Regions from separate parts of the Mus musculus genome. Here region 2 is linked to region 1. A link is a contact called in public Hi-C data. All regions are on one chromosome and are shown on one strand. The core of a region is the stretch at or near the end of the contact, and the rest is flanking DNA. Distances in the headings are between cores, read along the strand shown.

Region 1 (3,325 bases), core at 575-3,074:
GAGAATTTTAAAATACAGGATGTCAAAATTTCCACCTCAGACTTTATAAAGAAGAGCACCATGTACATGGTGCAGCTAGCACGAGTCCCTTTTTGATGTTGACGGGATAAAGATGTAAAGAAGAAGAAGGAGGAAAATGATCAGGGAAAAGGTGGCCTCTCCAGAATGTACCATATTGCCAACCAAACCGTAGAAAGAGATTTACACACACACACACACAAAAGCCTTAAGAAGATTATTGTTTTATAGATGACTTTTCAGAGGCTTCAGTGGGAAGTAGAAGATGGGTGAATAGATTGCTCCAGCCCTCCAGTCAGTGCTCATAAAACGGGGTGAAGGTTTCTCTTCTTTGCTTTTCTGACTGTATGGGTGTAAAGGCACAGAGTTGCTTACAGAAAGCACGCTCTGGATTTCAACCCACCACCAGTCTCCGAAGGACCCTGATCACTTCCTGTCCAGAGGCCTCGCTGATATTTCTATTTTCCTTAAGTTTCTAATTTTTTAATTAAAAAATGTTCCAAATAGTGTACTTTGATCATATTTCCCCGCCTCCAACTACTCCCAGGTAATTTCCACCATCCATGCAACTTCATGTAAATGTGTTCTCTCTTTGTCTCCAAACCACACAAGAAACAAGAACAAACCAACAACAAACAAGTGACTGAGAAACAAAAATCAAGACAAGCAGGCAAAAGACTCACAAGACGGGGAAAAAAGGCAAAGCAAAGCAAAGCAAAGCAACAGGAAAAAAAAAAAGTACACATTGAATTTGTTTTATGTTGGCCAACCATTTCCGGGGCCTGTCCTGGAGTGTGGTTCATAAGCCAAGTGAAATTCCATCGGAAAAATGGATCTATTGGAGATGACTTCCTGTTATGTGTGGGACTTCTCTGTCAACTTCTCCCCTATAGCCCTGGGACCCATACTGGCATGGACTTGTGCAGGCCGGCTGCATGCTTCACAGTCTCCGTGAGTCCGTATGTGCACCAGTCCTGTGGTGGTTGGAAGACATTGTCTCCTCGGTATTCCCCATCACCTCTGGCTTTCCTCTTCCTCTCCACCAGAGCTCCCTGAACCTGAGCAGAGAGATTTGATGAAGATGCCTGTCAGCACGTTGTCCTACTATGGATCTCTGTGTTGCTTCCCATCTACTCCCAGAAGCTTCTCCGATGTGGGTCGAGTGCATCACTGATCTATAGATATAGCAGCATGTCACCATGCTGACTGACATTTCTTAAAACTTAGAAATGAGTGAAGGGCTTCGCACACACTGAAGCAAGGGCAGCTCTGGGCCCTGATCACTTCCTGTCCAGAGGCCTCGCTGATATTTCTATTTTCCTTAAGTTTCTAATTTTTTAATTAAAAAATGTTCCAAATAGTGTACTTTGATCATATTTCCCCGCCTCCAACTACTCCCAGGTAATTTCCACCATCCATGCAACTTCATGTAAATGTGTTCTCTCTTTGTCTCCAAACCACACAAGAAACAAGAACAAACCAACAACAAACAAGTGACTGAGAAACAAAAATCAAGACAAGCAGGCAAAAGACTCACAAGACGGGGAAAAAAGGCAAAGCAAAGCATAGCAAAGCAACAGGAAAAAAAAAAGTACACATTGCATCCTTGCTTTTCCTCACGGAGAGCTTTCTTCTTGCCAGTTTTCTACAGAGTCACTGGTAATGTTCGCTGTTTTGCTCAACCCAGAGTGCTTCCCCTCATTTTCAGGGGTATGAAAAGGTCTATTAAAAAGGCTTCCTAGATCCTTTCAGTTAAAACAAAACCTGGGGAAGTGTCACTGTGCCGTTAAGTGTGGCCACTTGGTGGCGCCAAAAAGTAACCTTAACCCTTACAAAGAGCAATAGAAAGATAAACAGACACGCTTTTGATAAAGGTGTATTGCGACTGTGTACTTCTTCTTCTTTTCCCTTTTTATTTAAAATGAAGATGGTCAGTAGTCCAAGGAGTGAGTGTAAACTGGAAAAGTCTCTCAGTTCTTTTATCCTTGACCTATTTAAACTCAACTGCCATGGCTTTCAAGTATGTTCCTTGGGGAACTAGACTGAAAAGTGATGTCTGATGTTTACAGAGCCCTGGATACATGCATCACACGGTTTAGCATATAAATATTTCTATTGTTCATTTTTTTGTGAGTTTTCATTTTTCAAATCCTTACCACACTGTAGTTAGAACAGTATCCGTCACTGTCAATTTACATGGAGAAGCTGACTCGAGAGTGATAGAGCCGGGATTTGAACCCACCATCAGTCTCCAAAGGCAGAGATTTCATCTCTGCACTTGGTTTGTGTCCAAATGATTCTTTATAGGAAGGAAGTTTACTTCCATGACATTTGTACGTATGGTGTGTGTGCATGTACATTTGTGCATGCAGATAAGTATGCATGTGGTTCCGACCCAACTTGATGGCTGGTGAGTGCCTTCCTCTGTTGCTTCTCATCTTTTTTTTTTTTTTTTTTTAAGACTTCTCGCTGATCCTGTGGCTTCTTCTTTTGTTTAGATTGGCGGTCCAAGCCCCAGGGCTGCCTCTGTCTTTGCCTGACTAACATTAGGATTATACATGTGTGCTGTGGTGCCTGGCTTTTGTATAGGTTCTGAGGATCTGAACTCGGATCCTCATTATCCATTTGAGTCATCTGCCCAGCCAGCTCTTCAATAATTTTAACTCCTTGAAAAGAAAGGTTTTTAAAAGAAAAAGCCTTTTAAACATCCCCACCCCCACCCCCAATATCAGAAAGAACATTTGCTGCTGTACTTTTAACATGGGAAAAAATGACACTCACATAATTTTCCTTGTTTCAAAATTTCAAGTTGAAGCTTGTTCTTAAAGATTCACAGGCACATTTGGTCAGGGACTCCAACAGTGCCAGGCTAATGCTTTTGGAGTCTAGCAGTGCCAGATAATTCCTGCTTTAGCCTGAAGTCCCTGGGCAGCAATCTCCAGCAATATTCTCAGTTTCACGAGGCAGTTGTGTTCTTCACTTTACTGTTAGAAAAGGAACTTGACCCTTGGCCTGACCTTCCCCCTCTATTACAGCCTGAGGGACGAGTGGCTAACTCTCCAAGCTGAGCCCTATAAAAGAGGTGAGATGCCCTTTCTCAAAGTCTTAGGTGGGTAGTGATAGAGAGAGACACCCAGTACACATGCACATATCTCTACACATGAATTGCTCAACATGGCTTTAGTGTCTCTTTTTTACTTTGCTGTTCCTGTTATTTGTTGGTTACAAGGGATGTGCTAGTGGGAATCATGGGACTCTATTTTGGATGCTGCCAACCACAAGTGGAGCCTTCTTAGCTAGTTAACAA
Region 2 (3,325 bases), core at 332-2,831, 350 kb after region 1:
CAGAAAGGTGGAATTTTCAAGTGCCAAGCCTTAGCCATTAACGTCTTCCTGACAAGGTGGATGTCTGTTTCTGTCTTCTTTTGAACCACTGTCATGCCATGATTGTCTTAAGTCAAAACGCTACTGTCTCAGTGCTTCAAACTTCTATTAAATGTAATGTCTGCCTTTGATTAGATCAGGTTTCCATCTGCTGTTGTTACCTTCCTGGGTGCAATCAAGACAGGGAGATGGGCATAGCCTATTCTATCCTCTTCACCTCTGCAATCGAACCAGCCAACCAAAAGCAATTGCTATCAGTTGAAATTTCACTTTTTTTTTTTTACATTTTATTTATTTTTAGAAAAATCAAACACTTTCTAATAGCAGGCTTAATAAGAAGTTTTAAAAGGTTGCTTGACTACAGAAGGTTCTCAAGCAGGACATGGCATATTTTTAGTGCCTCTTACATTCAAATTGATTGTTTGCGTAATCTTTCTCTCTGAAGAAACCATAGTGAGATCTGCTCTTCCTGAGTTTGCCTTTGCAAATCTGCTATTAATGTTTCAGCCTGTATAATGGAACAGACTGTCCACGGCAGGCGATCAGAACCGCTTTTCCACAGCCTTCGAAATTACAGATTGATTTTGACATGCTTTAGCTGGCTGACATCTCCGTTAAGGGTTCTAACCACTCGGGAAAGGGGGCAGCTTCTCAAGTGACCCTTTTCTGGGCAGCGCAACCTAGGTGAGATAATTAGAACAAGTGCAACCAGCATAGCTGCATAGTTTATCTGTATTTCTTTTATTGTACATAAAAGAGTTTCTGCATTGTATATGCAGAAAGTCAATATATCATATATATCATATATATATCATACATAATATATACAAAATATATAATATGTATATGATATAGATCATACATATACCAAATATAAATGATATATATGATATATATGATGTGTAGCATATGTGTGTGTATAAACACACACATACACACACACACACACACACACACACACACTCAAGTATCTACTACTTCCAAAGTGTTTAGAGATATGAACCTTACACAAAATAGACCAAGATTCTGGCCTTGGCCTGCTCTGTGGCCTTGGGCAAATCATTTAATCATTTCTCCTAAATTCCCACAGCTGGGAAATTACAGTGCATCACATGAACTCTGAAAGTTTATCATCATAGCAGTTTAGGATGCTCTGAACCACTCCAGGGCCTTGAGACTTTTTTGTGAAAAGGCAGGTGCCGCCTAGGCACCATCCCCTCTTCTCCTCCTGTAGGAACCTCTATTCCTAACAGAGAGCTTCCAACATCTTGGACCTCTCAGAAGCCAATCTTCACGTCAGTGCTTTGCATGAGCCTTTGCACATCTTAACAAACACAAGCAGGCTGCCAAAAATGTAAATTAGCAAGGGTGCTATCAGCCAGGCAGGAAGACCAGAGGAGAATCCTTGGCCAGAAAATGTCCTCCCACATAGAGAAGAGCTGGTAATTGGAAGATAGAGGAGGAATCCCCCCACCTCCCAGAGCAGCCTGTGCGGAGGCGGGTGCCCCTGCCATTACCCAAGCCTCTGCCAGAGCAGAAGTGAAGAGGAGAAAGCTCCCTCATCCTTGATGTGTTGAGCATTTCCAGGGCTGCCTTCCAGTTCCCGGCAGGCAGGATCCCACTGGCAGAAGTTAGTTAGTGTTCCCTTCTGTGGGAGCGGAAGGGAATTTCAATATGACAGTTGTGAAACACCAGCTCACCAGCTCTGATCAGTCCTAGAGCAAAGTTCCTATGGTCTCCAGCTTTCAGTGTCAATGGCAGGATCTGGGTTGGGGCTTCTGAGAAATGAACACCCATCTTAAACCTTAATGGTGGTTAGGAGAACACAGATTCGAGTACAGTTAATTGAATCACTAATTATAGGTGGTGTTCTGCATGGCTGCTATTTTACACCAATAGCAAAGCAGTGTATAAACACTGGGAATTGAAAGCCACCTGTTATTCTAATCTAATGAAGATCTATGTGTAGTACTAGCCTGTCAGATTAAGACAGGGAGAAGAGTCCTCACTCAGAAGGCCAGGTGGGAGTCTCCTGGATAACTGGTGCATGTGGATGTTAGTGTGGCTTGAGATGTTGACTTGAGAGCCCAGGATGGCTTCCATATTTAGGGCAAAAGTGACCTTGACCTTCCACCTGCAGAGTGCTGGGATTACAAGTGTGTGGATGTTGCGGGTGGAGCACTGGGCTTCATACACGCTAGACAAGCATGCTAGGCAAGTCCTGACAACTGAGGGCATCCCAGGGTTATCAAGTATAATTTTAAAAAATAGACTCAGACATCTGGACAAAGTGAAATATATTCCCTGGACCAAACCCCACGTAACTCTTGGAAGAAGTTGTAATAAAAAATAAAAATAAATAAACAGATAAAATAAGTAAATAAACAAACAAACAAACAAACTAGGGTTTCAGCTAAAGATGGTCAAGTCATCTCAGTCCTTAAAAAAAAAAAAAAAAAAAAGCTGTAAACTGTTTCCCTGTTTTACATGACAATTCTGAAAAAGAACCCACCTGAGGGAAGAACTGTTGTTCTTTGAGACCGTTGTTCTAAGCAGCAGCCCTGTCTAAACACTGTTTGTATATAGAAAATGACAAAGCACAGCCTTCTGAGGCAACGTGATGGGAGGCAGTGCCGTCTGCTGCACGTAACCCCTGGGTCCTTCCACACAGGTGCAGTGGCACTGGAGGCCCACAGACTGGTATAAAACAACACCTGCTCAGCACACACTGCTTCTGTGCATAGCTGGTCACTTCTGACCTACAAACCATGGCATTCACTGTTGAAAAATTATTTAATCTCAATTCCACTGAGAATTCCACTAGGTATATACCTTTAAAAATAGCACTCCATCATTGGAATTGATTTTTCTCTCCTTTGGATATTGCTCTCAGAATTGTGTTTTTTTTTTTCCTGAAGGACAATAAACGAGAATAAGATGACGATGACTTACTATCCAATCTCCTTGGTGTTCCTTTCTCTATTACCTTGATTGCCCTTCAGTTCTTACTATATCTGATCTCACTGGATCTTAGCCACACACATCTAAATATGAATTTATGGATCCTCCGGTTCTCTCCAAGACAAATGTTTACAATGCCATTGCAAGGTGTACTTCTGCTGGCGAGGTACATCTGCTTGTTCTAACCTTTTGTGCCTACCTTTTGTCAGGTCATACAGCCTGGTTCTGTCCTGTTGAGTCCAAGCTTCATTCAACTGTTAGTTATGAAGCACCAGCTGTGGAAACCAAACTGAATGGGGTGTCTGTAACCCAGAGCTTAGTTTGA

What was found. Hi-C and Micro-C count contacts between places; a contact is called where the count stands out from the background.
Region 2: a contact with region 1 is called in a Hi-C map of the N1E-115 cell line, with 4 times the contacts expected there. The contact joins two enhancer-like sites. A contact is called at or near these places in 2 of 15 datasets of contacts at CTCF or cohesin (both in the NIH/3T3 cell line), 4 of 484 Hi-C or Micro-C datasets (the N1E-115 cell line, cerebral cortex, forebrain and 1 more), 2 of 115 datasets of contacts at active chromatin or transcription factors (embryonic stem cells and regulatory T cells) and 1 of 9 other capture datasets (embryonic stem cells).

The regions. Positions count from the first base shown.
Region 1 is chr10:25,679,622-25,682,946 of GRCm38.p6, forward strand. No RefSeq gene overlaps it. Among named protein-coding and RNA genes, the nearest start is that of Gm36543, 33 kb to the right of the region's middle. Within about 2 kb of position 1,825, at least 7 of the 459 cell types and tissues checked have an H3K27ac peak or open chromatin away from gene starts, as enhancers often do. A contact at or near this core is called in the N1E-115 cell line, where this site is marked.
Region 2 is chr10:26,033,605-26,036,929 of GRCm38.p6, forward strand. The region is part of intron 2 of Tmem200a (transmembrane protein 200A); the gene reads right to left. Among named protein-coding and RNA genes, the nearest start is that of Gm9767, 43 kb to the right of the region's middle. Within about 2 kb of position 1,582, at least 24 of the 459 cell types and tissues checked have an H3K27ac peak or open chromatin away from gene starts, as enhancers often do. A contact at or near this core is called in the N1E-115 cell line, where this site is marked.